Linked DNA regions of Rattus norvegicus: region 2 is linked to region 1. A link is a contact called in public HiChIP or PLAC-seq data. All regions are on one chromosome and are shown on one strand. The core of a region is the stretch at or near the end of the contact, and the rest is flanking DNA. Distances in the headings are between cores, read along the strand shown.

Region 1 (5,392 bases), core at 2,772-5,271:
AGGGACCATTCATGACTGTTGCTCATGGAATACAGGCTGGGGGTCAAATCTACATTGTGATTCTACAGTCCAGGGGCAGAGATGGATGAATAACATCCCTTCTACTCACCTTGAAGTTTGAGCTGCTAATCACCAACTTAAGGCAGAGCAAGCACATGGACCCCAGTCTCCCTCTAGTTTCCTTCTGAGTCCTTCCAAGTCGGTATACAACTTCCAAGGGTAGAGAAGAGAGCTGAGAGGAGTGTCTAATTAGAATTTAAAAAGGGTGTAAATGACTGTGACTTTACCTTTACTGTGGTTCTGTGGTCTTCAGTTTCTCTGCAGTGGAGACAGGTCACTGGTTAGGGATGGACTTGGCCGGTGTCTGTAACTCTCTTGCTGTATACAGAGGAGGAGGCAGGCACACAAGACCACAAGACCGACCCTTAAGGGATGGCCTGCCCATTCTGCTTGGGGCACTGACAGTTGTTCCTGGCACAGTGAGCACATGTTTGTTCTTTAATTTTTTTTTTGCACAGTTAAAGGAGTTCAGTGAAAAAGACACTACATGCCCCCGATTCTGCAACCTTTTTCTAACGGCAGCCCCCTACCCTCAAGTGCCTGAATTCAAACTGGCTCCCTGGGGAGGGTAAATCACAAAACATATGCTTAGTATGAAAGTGTAGCTTTCAAAGAATGTGCTATTGGAATATGCGACGGATTTCCTTACCCTGGAACTTTATCTTTGCCCCAAAGATTTGTCAAAAAGAATTGAATGCAGACACATCAATTTACACATTGTGGCCAGACGAGAAGGATATGTGTGATCTTATATACTTTGGGGGAACAGCCAGAAACGTTGAAAGAGGACATCTTTACAAATGTGAGCACTTCATGTTTCTTTTTTTGGAAATTGACCTTTTATCTAAAAGCATTGGAAACAGAAGAGGCATTTGTTAATCATCGATAGCTGGGACAGGGTTGGCTTAAATGTTTAATAAACAAAATGATGCATGGGATTTCCCCCAAGTTTAAAGTCTTGAAGAGGTTACATTAGTGGCCATATTTTTATAAAGAGTTACAATAAAGCCTTGGTTGAGCCTACAGCAGCAATAAAGATTGTGACAATGATCTTTTTTTTTTTTTTTGAATATCAGGAGTCCTAAAAATAACCAGTTTGTAATGTAGTTCTTTACAGTTTTCTTCAGCACTTATATTCTCAGAGTGTGAAGATAATAGAAACCACTTGTGAGAATCAGCAAATAATAGAAAAATGGGGGGGGTATTTAACAAAGGCTCTGTGCCATTTAAATCAACTGAAGTCAAAATGGAAGGCCCTGAAACAAGTCTGGGTTCCAGCAGCCAGACCCCTCAAGTGAAGAGATCTACTTCCTGTGGAGAACATACTCCCTCCCCGGCAAGTGCCAAGGCTACAGAGAACATGATTCACCAACATGAAGAATGCACACATATGACCCTTGATGCCAGAATGTAGCCTTCCACCCAGACCATACAAATAACAGGTCTCCTCTCCCTTTCTTCTCTCCCTCTCTTCTCTCTCTCTCTCTCTCTCTCTCTCTCTCTCTCTCTCCCTCTCTCTCCACCCCCTTCTCTCTCTCTGTCTCCCCCTCTCTCTGTCTCTTTCTGTCTGTCTCTCTGTCTCTCTCTTTCTCTCTCTTTCCCTTTCTCCCTCCCTCCCTCCTCCCCTCCCCATGCCTTTCTCTCTGCATGTTCTCATAGCGAAAATAACACACGTATAATACGCCAACCTTGAGAGCACACAAACTGCTGGGGAACATTACCTTCTGTGCTGTGGAGGATTCATGAGTTCCCACCAGCTGCTTGGCTCTGTCCGGACATGTTCCAGTGATCACCCTGTTAAGACTGGCAATTAAACAGAGTGTTATAGCTAGGAGACCCCAAATTTGATTCTATCCTCCTTTCCTCTCTGCAGAACTCAATTTGATTTTTTTTTTCCTCCTCCTGTGCAAAGAAAAGTATGCACAGGATGGGTCGTGGATGAGTGTATGCGTATCATCCTGACACGCAGAAACAAAAACGCCAGTTCCATATAATAAAATACGGATTCCCTACCATAGAAGAAAATGAATTTTACAAAGGTGCAAACCCCCCATAGTTGCTTCAGAAAACTGTGTGCTGGAAAACACACCTACTTTCCTGCTATATTTCAACTGTCTTGTCTGTTAGAATGGCACAAGAACTTCCTGGTTGGTTAACCTTTAAATGTATAGAGAGATGAGATGTTGGTTCATCTGAAGAAAGGGCATGTCCAGATTAGTAAATATGGAAAATTTGCAGGTGTGCAGTATGTTGTTATAAAGGGGAAAATATAAAAGGCATCCCAGAAGTGTTACTAGAGAAAAAGGAATACTGACAAAGAGCATTATACAATTATTTAAGACAATGGTGTGTGTGCTGAAAGGGAAAATGTATCTTAATGTAGGACTGTTGGGATACACAGATTGTCAGGGGAGCTGAAAACAGTGCAGGGATGACCAAAGTTGAGCGACCTAATGACTTGTGACATCTCTCCTTAAAAATAAATCTGATGGTGGCAGAGGAATAACACATTTCTCTCTCTCTCTCTCTCTCTCTCTCTCTCTCTCTCTCTCTCTCTCTCTCTCCCTTTTTTTCTTAAAAATCCCTCACCAACCCGCAACCCGGATTTCACATTATTAGTGCGGGCAAGTAAATTTTATGTGATGGTTTGTTGTATTTAAAGACAGTGTAAAACTCTCATTGCAAACAGTTGTTTACAGTGCGTTTTTCAGCACCGAGCTGTTTTAAAGCTCAATTGTGCATTTTGCAGATAAAGTGGGAAAACTAACTGAAGGCTGTATTGTAAGCAGCGGTTGCCGTGGAAACCCCAGTTTCAAGAGCTGGTTCTCCATTACCACTTAATTTAGGCTTCCTAATTGCATTCCACTAAATCGGCAGCGACAATATCTGCAGAGCAAAACTGCATGCCCAGTCTAGCGCAAACCTCTTTGAAACAGGCTTTTTGAAAGCCAGGAGCTATAAAAACTCAGCATGACGCGGGGCATATGAGAAACCTGTAGTTCAAATGTACCACTGCCTGCTTTCCCGTCCTTGGTAACTTCAGTGCGCTCCACACCAATCTATTAGTTCAGTCTACCTTAAAGATCATAAAGTTCTGTCATGTGGAAACTCATCTGTCCGGCAACACATTGGTGCAAAATAGATTTAATTGTACTCCCGGCTCGGTATCATGTCCATTTTATTTTACTACACACCAGCAGGTAGCCGGCACGCAGCCTCACTTCCCTTGAACTGCCGTTGCTCCATAATGTGAGGAGAACAATACTTTCTCAGTCTAAAGTATGTGCCACTGTTGGGCTGAGCAGAGAGCTAGACCGCCCATATGTGACCTGAAGAAGAGGTTTGTCAGAACCACTAGACATAAAAGTGTTCCAATTATCGACCACACTGCCTTGCTAGAGGAGGCAACTAATATGATAGTGTGAGCGACCGCGCCGGTGAGGGGCTCCTTCATCACTGTCAGATTACCACTCCAGTTAAACTCTTGTAAATCAGTCACATTATGCGACTGGTGGAAAAATAAACACAGACCTATTGTGCTCTGGATTCTAGAGGGCTCTTCGCAAACGGAGTTACACCGGACCGATGCCCTATTTATCTGAATTTTTGTCATGTTTCGTATTTGGTGATTACTAACGTGGGAAGCGTTGGGAAGACTGAAGTTACCAACTGTGTTTTGAGATTCCGCAAGGGAGGCCTTGGCCTCTGGTGGCCAAGGAACAGGACAGCCTGGCTCTCTGGCAGGATTGGGGAGGAGGGGATGGGGGACCTTGTGTGTGAACGTCCAGTGGGAGAGGAAGCTGCTGACCCTTGATTGACAACAAAATCCCACAATTCTCGTTTTCTCTTGAAACAACGGATGCTTTCAAGCAAAATGCCTCACTATCTCGGAGCACAGGACTTCGTGCCAATCCTCCGCACAGCTCATCATTTCCTCGCTCGGCTCCCGAGGATTTGGCATGTATATTAGAGGCAAAGAGACTCTTTTGCTCCTCAGAGACGAGTAAATAACTACAGCGTTTGATCCTCTCCCTGGCGTCCGTACATGTTGCTAACGCCGCCCAGGAGCTGCTGCCAAGCACTCGGCTATTGTCTCCTATCTCCCAAGGTTCTGAATGCCCTTGCCCTCCCAACTGCAGCTCTTCTGTGGGAATGAATGAGGCTTTTTCCAGGACAAGATTTTATGAATGAGACAGACTGTGTATTACAAGGCAAGAGGCTCCTGTGCATTCTCCAGATTTAAAAAAAAAAAAAAAAAGCCAGTGTGAAGGGAATCCACCTCCCAGATCCAGTGCTGAGGAGACAGGAAATCAACACCGCCCGATGACATTTTCCCAGAAAGCCTCTCCAGGAAGTCATGGACAAAGAGCAGATGCTGAGTACAGACCCCAGGCCTAGACAAGCTGAGCCAAGGTAGACTCTAACAAGTCAACAGGAGCAGAAGAAACGCCTGCTGCTTGGTGTTCAGTTTCCATCAGCAAGGGCAAGGCCACGGCGGTAGGTATGGCAGGATCCTGTTGCTAGCGCATTCGACGCAGAAAGTCACACCTGTCTTTAGGAACCTGTGACTCTGGAGACGAAGTATGAGCAAACCCCAATGGTAAAGTTCGGGGCTTCCAATTACCCCCGTGTGGATCTAGTCAAATTATTCCTTTCCAGTTCCCTAGTTCTGAAGAACTTGGGCACCAGCCTTGATAGCTTTTGTATTGTGAAGAGCTAGGTGTTGCGTGGGGACCGTGATAGTTCTTCTGTTCCGTGCTTTTTTATCTTTTCTTTTTTCTTTCTTTTTGGTCCTACTCCATGGCTGGATAAATCTAAGTGAGGATGTGTTTTCTAATCATGTTAATCCGTGGGGACCAGAAGATGGTTCAGTGGTTGAGAACGCATTCCTCTTTTGTAGAGAATTTCAGTTTACGTCCCAGCACCCAGGTTAAAAGGCTTACACCTGTAACACCAACTTCTCAGGGTTCTCTGGTCTCTCAAGCACCTGCACTCTCATTCCTGTACTCCCCTCCCCCAAAAGACATAATTTAAAAAATAATCTTAAATATTAATGTTTGGCCAGTTGCAGTCCTTCAGGTTATAACAGACTAAGGTTCTATGCTTCCCCTACCCCCGCCCCCCCACAGAAAAAAGAAAAATAAAAAAGCATCAGGCTCTTGCTAATTTCCTCTCTGCTTCCCCTCGAAATTGCCTCTGATTTTATCTGCATTTTTCCCACTTACACTGCTTATCTCTTAAACACCTATGCAACTAATAAAATTAAAGACCTACACTTCCTTTTCATCCTAAACAATTAGTTCTAATTCAAAAACATCTTTGATCTCCTCTC
Region 2 (5,665 bases), core at 2,825-5,324, 140 kb before region 1:
TACCTAAAACAGCAAAGAGCAAATCCTAGTTGGTTTTGAGGATTTAGTCAGTTTGTCTCCAACAATTTTCCCAAGGAGATTTAGAGAGTTACTAAGAAAGACAAGGCTTGAGTGACTAGGGCGTGAAGCTGGCTTCCACAGTGCAGCTGAAGGCACCTGTGAATAAGAGTCACAAAGCCTGACCTTTCTGATAGCTTCGCTGCTCCTCTAGGGGTGGGGGCTGTTGCCACTGGCTTCATTTCAACACTGCTCCAAGCCAACCAGGCTTCAGCCTTAAGTTTTTCTTTGAAACTAATTTTAGCAGGTCAGGGTTGGATTGAAGGGTGAGCTCATCTAGGTTTGAAAGATTATAGGAATCATGCAAGCAAGAGAGACTCACTCAGATACACTTGAACCATTTGATTTCACCTGGACCTTACACTTAGTCAGGAAATGCACTGTCAGGTTTGTGCTAATAAAACCGAGTGGAGAATTGGGGAAATTGTAATTTGAGCACAAACACTGCTTTCTTCCTCAGCACTGCGTTGCAGACAAAAGACTTCTAGGAGTCCACAGAATGGGACAAGACCCAAAACCTAGCTTGCTTTGCACGCCCAGGGTTGTTCAAAGCATTCAGAATGTACTAGTAGAAAAAGACACTTTTTAAAAATTCATTCATATCGCAAAACATTGGCGAAGGCCTCCCTATTCTTCACATAGCACATTCTCCCATTCTCCTGTGTTATAGTTCCTGGGAGCTATGGTTGTCTAAGCAGCTGCTCCCCCCCCCTTTTCTTTCTCAAAAAACATACTCAAAAGAACAGGGAAGTGGAGGGAACCCTCGTGATTTCTATAGATTTAGATACCTTTCAGTAAAAGAAGCAGAATATAAGAATTTGGGGGTAAAGCAACAAGTTAATTTGAGGTGAGCTGCTACTTTACAGGGACCACGTTAGAATTCTGCGATGTCTTGAGGGTGGGAATAATCAAGGTGGGTATAAATTAAGATCCAAAGTTCTGGGCAAAAGCTACAGACTTAATTGTTGAGGATGGTGAAATTGCTTTTGCCAAATGAGAGAATGCAGAAAATTACCTGAGTCAGATGTGCCCAAGATGAAACGGGCACCCCCTCACTGGCTTCCATTTGGCAATGATAAGGCAGTCCAATAAAGCACAGCACAAAAGCAGTTTCTCTTAGCATTTACACATTAAAATAAATGTTCAACCTACCTACAGTCTGTACTGTATGGCTTATACAAAAGAGGGGGGGGGCTCTGCAGCACCGGCTTTTGGTTAGAAAAGGGGCTTTACCTAGTGGACAGTGAACGAGCCATTTCTTGGTATTGCTATGGTTTTGGAGTGTGTATTGCCCCTGCTTTGTGTCCTTTTAATAGCTGGTCTATATGATCTGAAGGAAGGGAGTGAGCACTTAGGTTTTTTGGGGAACAGTTTGAAGGAGTAATTATGAATTCAAAGACACTATGATTCCTTAAAGTAAGTTCCCTTCTTCTTAAACTAGAGGGCATTTCTAATTGTGGAAAATAAACTGAGAAAGCACAGTAACTTGGTAATCCTGTATGTGCTTTTGAAGCAACCCATTTCCAACTGTTTGCTCACTCTAGCTGTGTGCATGGACCTGTCAAGGCTGGTAATGCTCTCTTCCAATTGCTGGAGAAGCTGCAACTAATGGATTATTCTTGGCTGCCCTTCACCACCCTTCCTGTGCTCCCCGACATCATGGTCTCTTTCAAATTTCAACTCCTAGCACTAGGTAACACAGAGCCCAGCTGATAGACTAGAGGTGATGGTGAAAATATGATTCATTTGCAACAAACGTGGATATGTCCTAGCTAGAAAAATATTTCAAGGTAAATTTGGTGTGTGTGTGGATGTGTGTGTGTCATAAAAACAAACAACAAACAAACAAACAAACAAACCAAACAATAGCCCAGTAATATGAACTGAGCTTTACCAGAGGTGTCTGGTAAATTATATTCGTGCACCAGTCCTGGTCCTAAGAGATTGGAGTTACTCTTTGCTTGAGGTCTTCCCCCACCAAGCATCGCCTCTAAGTGTTACAGCATCTTCTCTGAGGCCCAACCAACAAACGGTGCTGGGATGGAGAAGAAAGCTGGTGTAGCATCTTAGAGAGCAATTCTTGTACTTTTGTGCCTTTTTCTTGTTGTTGTTTTGTTTTGACATTTGACCTTAGCTACTGTCCGAGGAGCCTGGTGTAGATCGGGCATTTCGTGCTGATGGTTGCTGCTCTTTTCACATCTGCCAAACAGTGCTTCCTGGCTTCTTTTCTCCTCTGCTACTGGAGCCCTCCTTTCACTGTTCTGCTCCTTCCCTGGGGCCCTCTCCAACTCAGTGCCTGCCTGGGACAGCCCTACTTTATGGTGTTTTCAAGAAAATGTAGTCGTTGCTATCCACTTTAGAAAGCACAGTGGCAAGTGTATTCGCAGAGAGTTGATGCTTCTGATATCCCACAGTTTGCAAGAATATAATTTCAGCCACTAAACTACTTAACGGAAGTCTAGGTGTTAGAATGATGTGACCTTGCTCACAATGGCTTCCTGTGTGTCCAGTATTGCTTTTTCATATTTGCCTTTCTGCCTAAATTTTCTGCAAGGACCCTGGTTAGTAAAGCCCGAGGAGGAAAGGATCCCTGGCTCAGAGCGACAGTTGATAAACATCAAACAATTTAGTATTAAACCAGGGCACACACACACACACACACACACACAAAATCACCCAGAAGTCGCGGCATATACTCTGTCAAATGCCGAGGAGGACTGTTTTTCTCTCATTTTTATCCCACAAAACCGATCAAGTAAAATTTTGCTTGGAGTACACAGCATTCAAAGTACCCCAAATTAAAAAATTGTACGATTTTATTGGTAGGGTCTTGGCAGCAATTCCCATCCAGGGTTAGAATGCACGATTAGAACTCCCCCCCCCCCAGGAGACTTGGGTTCCCATTTTCATATGGAATGGGGTTTCCATTCCACGGTGTGTGTGTGTGTGTGTGTGTGTGTGTGTGTGTGTGTGTGTGTGTGTGTGGTGTCTTTCTCTCCTCCCCGACTCGACTCTACCATTTATGTGATTTGTGGGAGCCGACAGGGACATTTGCCGAATTCGGCAGGAATCTGTTGGGCCTCAGGGCTAAGTCTGTCTTTCTTCGAACTCGTTCTAAGGGCATTTTATTTTATTTAGAGTGCAGTTTGCATAATAAAATTAAAAGGCTCCCATTACCTCCCCCTTTCTGCCAGCGACTGCCCAGAAAGGTCTTTTAGAATGTTATTTGAACATAGAGCTGTCTGCAGAATCCGGTTAACAGTGCTTTTCCATGGGAAAGAAAAAAAGGGGAAAAAAGCTAACCCTCAAAGCGAGAAGGTAAAAGGAGTGAGGTGGAGAGAAAAGCTGGTTGAGATGGAGGAGACTTGAGCGGGCATGAGAGAACAGCAAGGCTGCTGAGGTGGCAGGACCAGATAGATAAGAGCTGAGTCACCCAACAGGTCTTTGGGCACACAAGAAAAAAACAAAAAAAAACCCCCAAAAAACCACAGACGCCCAGAAAAATCTGGGTGCAAATTGTACCCATCTTTGGGGCCTCCTTCTCGCCCGGCCATAGGAGCGCTGCCTTGGAGCTTGGCACCGCCTGCCTGCCTTTGTCACCCGTTCTGAGCGCGGCCACGAGCTCCCGCGGCGGGCTTTGTTCCCGCGGAGCGGGGCAGGACCCCTAGCACCGCCGCGCGTCCCCGACCGCCCCTGAGCTGGGGACCGTGGGGGTGGGGAACGCGCTACAGAAAGGGGGACCTGAGAAGCTCCGGTGGGCAGGGCGTTTGAGCCCGGGATTTCGTTTCTTTGCTCCCTTCGTAATTGAGCTGTTCTCCCGTCGCGGAGGGGGTCTTGGTTGAGCAGGAGGCAAGAGAGCTGCAAAGGGGGCGCCCGTTTTCAGCCCATAGCTGGGCAAAGAACTATCCGCGCTTCTGTCCACCGATTTGTATGGTATGCATGCATGCATGCATGTATGCATGCAAGGATGGATGGATGCATGGTTGGATGACGGATGAGGATGAGGAAAACCGTTGAATTGGGTCCCAGGGTCTGGGCTTCTGATTCGGGTTTTGAGGACTTCAGGGCGTCTCAGGTTGGTGTGGTTGGTTAACACGGAAAACCTGTTCTCTAGGTGCTTTGGGGCCGCGGGTGGGCGCTGTGGATATACCCTTGGGGTCAAGGAGCTGCACAACCACAGCGTGCAGATCTCTGCAGTGGAGGCCTGTGGCGAGGGACAAAGAAGTAGATACTGGGAGCGAGCAGAGGAGAGGCGCGTACTGGAATCTACGCACTCTTTCGCACACCGAGGCTCGGGCCCTACCCCAAGAGCCCTCCCTTCCCCCCTCCACCTAAGTACCTAGGGCTTTGCGTCTGTAAAGTTCGGCTACCACAGAGCCCTCTCTCTTTCCCTCCTTTCCACGCTGCTTTTAGCTACTTGGGTGTGAACGAGTGTCACCCTCTTCCCAGACATCCCCAAAGGTGTGGGCAGATTGCAAGAGTTGCGCCTCTGTTATTGTTTGTCAAACAGGCCCTTTCTCTTGGGAGAGGGTCGAGGGGCGTGAGGCGGATCCTGGGCCAGGATTACATTAATCAAAGCATTATTTCCCCAGAGAAGTCGAGCACAAATGAGAATAAATCCTAATAAAATTGGATCGCAGAAAAACGGAACGCTTTGAGTAGTCTGTGCTGCCTGATGAAATTCTCATATTTATAAGATGGGGTGTCTCTAAAAATTTTTCTGCACACCTCTGGCCTTGGCTTGGCTTGGGAAAGGCACCGAGAAGGGAGGGATGTCACTCTCTCAAGCTCAGTTGAACTTAGGCAGTGAGAAGGGGACAGAGCTACTAGGGTTTGGAGTGTCGCAAAATCTGCTCTCAGTTTTAATCAGACACTTTCCTCCGGTTCTGTTCACTAGTCCTTGCAGAAGTCCAGGGTCCAATCAAGTCTCGATCGATGTCCTTGTGAGGTCCTGAACTTGTTCCTTTGGGTACGTGGCTCTCGCTTTTCAAGTGATCAAGGCTGTAGGGTGGGCAAAACCCCGTGGTTGAAGGCACGTGGTTTACAGGGCATTTCCTCCTCCAGCCTAAAGCCCAGCCTGTTTGCGGGGTTCCGAAGAGAGTGCCAGTCACCCCGCGTGTGTCAAGCGAAAGAGCTTGCGTGTCCGCGAGATTTCAAATACTTTCTGGCCATCCCTAGGAAGCAAGGTTCATACTTCATCTTTCTGTCCCCCCCCCCCCCCCCCGCCACACACACACACAAGTGGTAGAAAACTTTTCTCGCTTTGCGAGGCTCTCCTAGGGAAAAGACATCCCTCGTCCCCCAATACGCAGAGGAGATGTGACCCTGCAGAATCACTTGGTCAGCAGGCTATCTCTCCCTGCATCCCGCACCCAGGCACCTTTTAGCTACTGAGCATAGAAAACAAACAAACAAAAAAGGATTGAGAACTGTGACGTCTCCTGGTCCTAGATGGTGACTAATGTGACCGTAACATATCCCGACCCCTTCGGAAGGAGCTAGCTCTAGTGCTCTGGGGATGGCGGGTAGCCCCGCGGGCGCCACCGTGAGGGCGCCCTCTGCAGGCGGGCTCGGAGAGGGCTCGCGCTTGTGCCCAGCTGCGTTGGGT

The links. HiChIP or PLAC-seq counts read pairs in DNA pulled down with a chosen protein or histone mark.
Region 2: an H3K27ac HiChIP or PLAC-seq map of oligodendrocytes shows a contact between it and region 1, with 8 times the contacts expected there. The contact joins two enhancer-like sites. A contact is called at or near these places in 1 of 12 Hi-C or Micro-C datasets (frontal cortex) and 1 of 1 datasets of contacts at active chromatin or transcription factors (oligodendrocytes).

Annotation. Positions count from the first base shown.
Region 1 is chr9:52,287,665-52,293,056 of GRCr8, reverse strand. No RefSeq gene overlaps it. Among named protein-coding and RNA genes, the nearest start is that of Pantr1, 150 kb to the left of the region's middle. Within about 2 kb of position 4,021, at least 36 of the 93 cell types and tissues checked have an H3K27ac peak or open chromatin away from gene starts, as enhancers often do.
Region 2 is chr9:52,425,745-52,431,409 of GRCr8, reverse strand. All of the region lies in intron 1 of Pantr1 (POU3F3 adjacent non-coding transcript 1), which reads left to right. Among named protein-coding and RNA genes, the nearest start is that of Pantr1, 7.2 kb to the left of the region's middle. Within about 2 kb of position 4,074, at least 32 of the 93 cell types and tissues checked have an H3K27ac peak or open chromatin away from gene starts, as enhancers often do.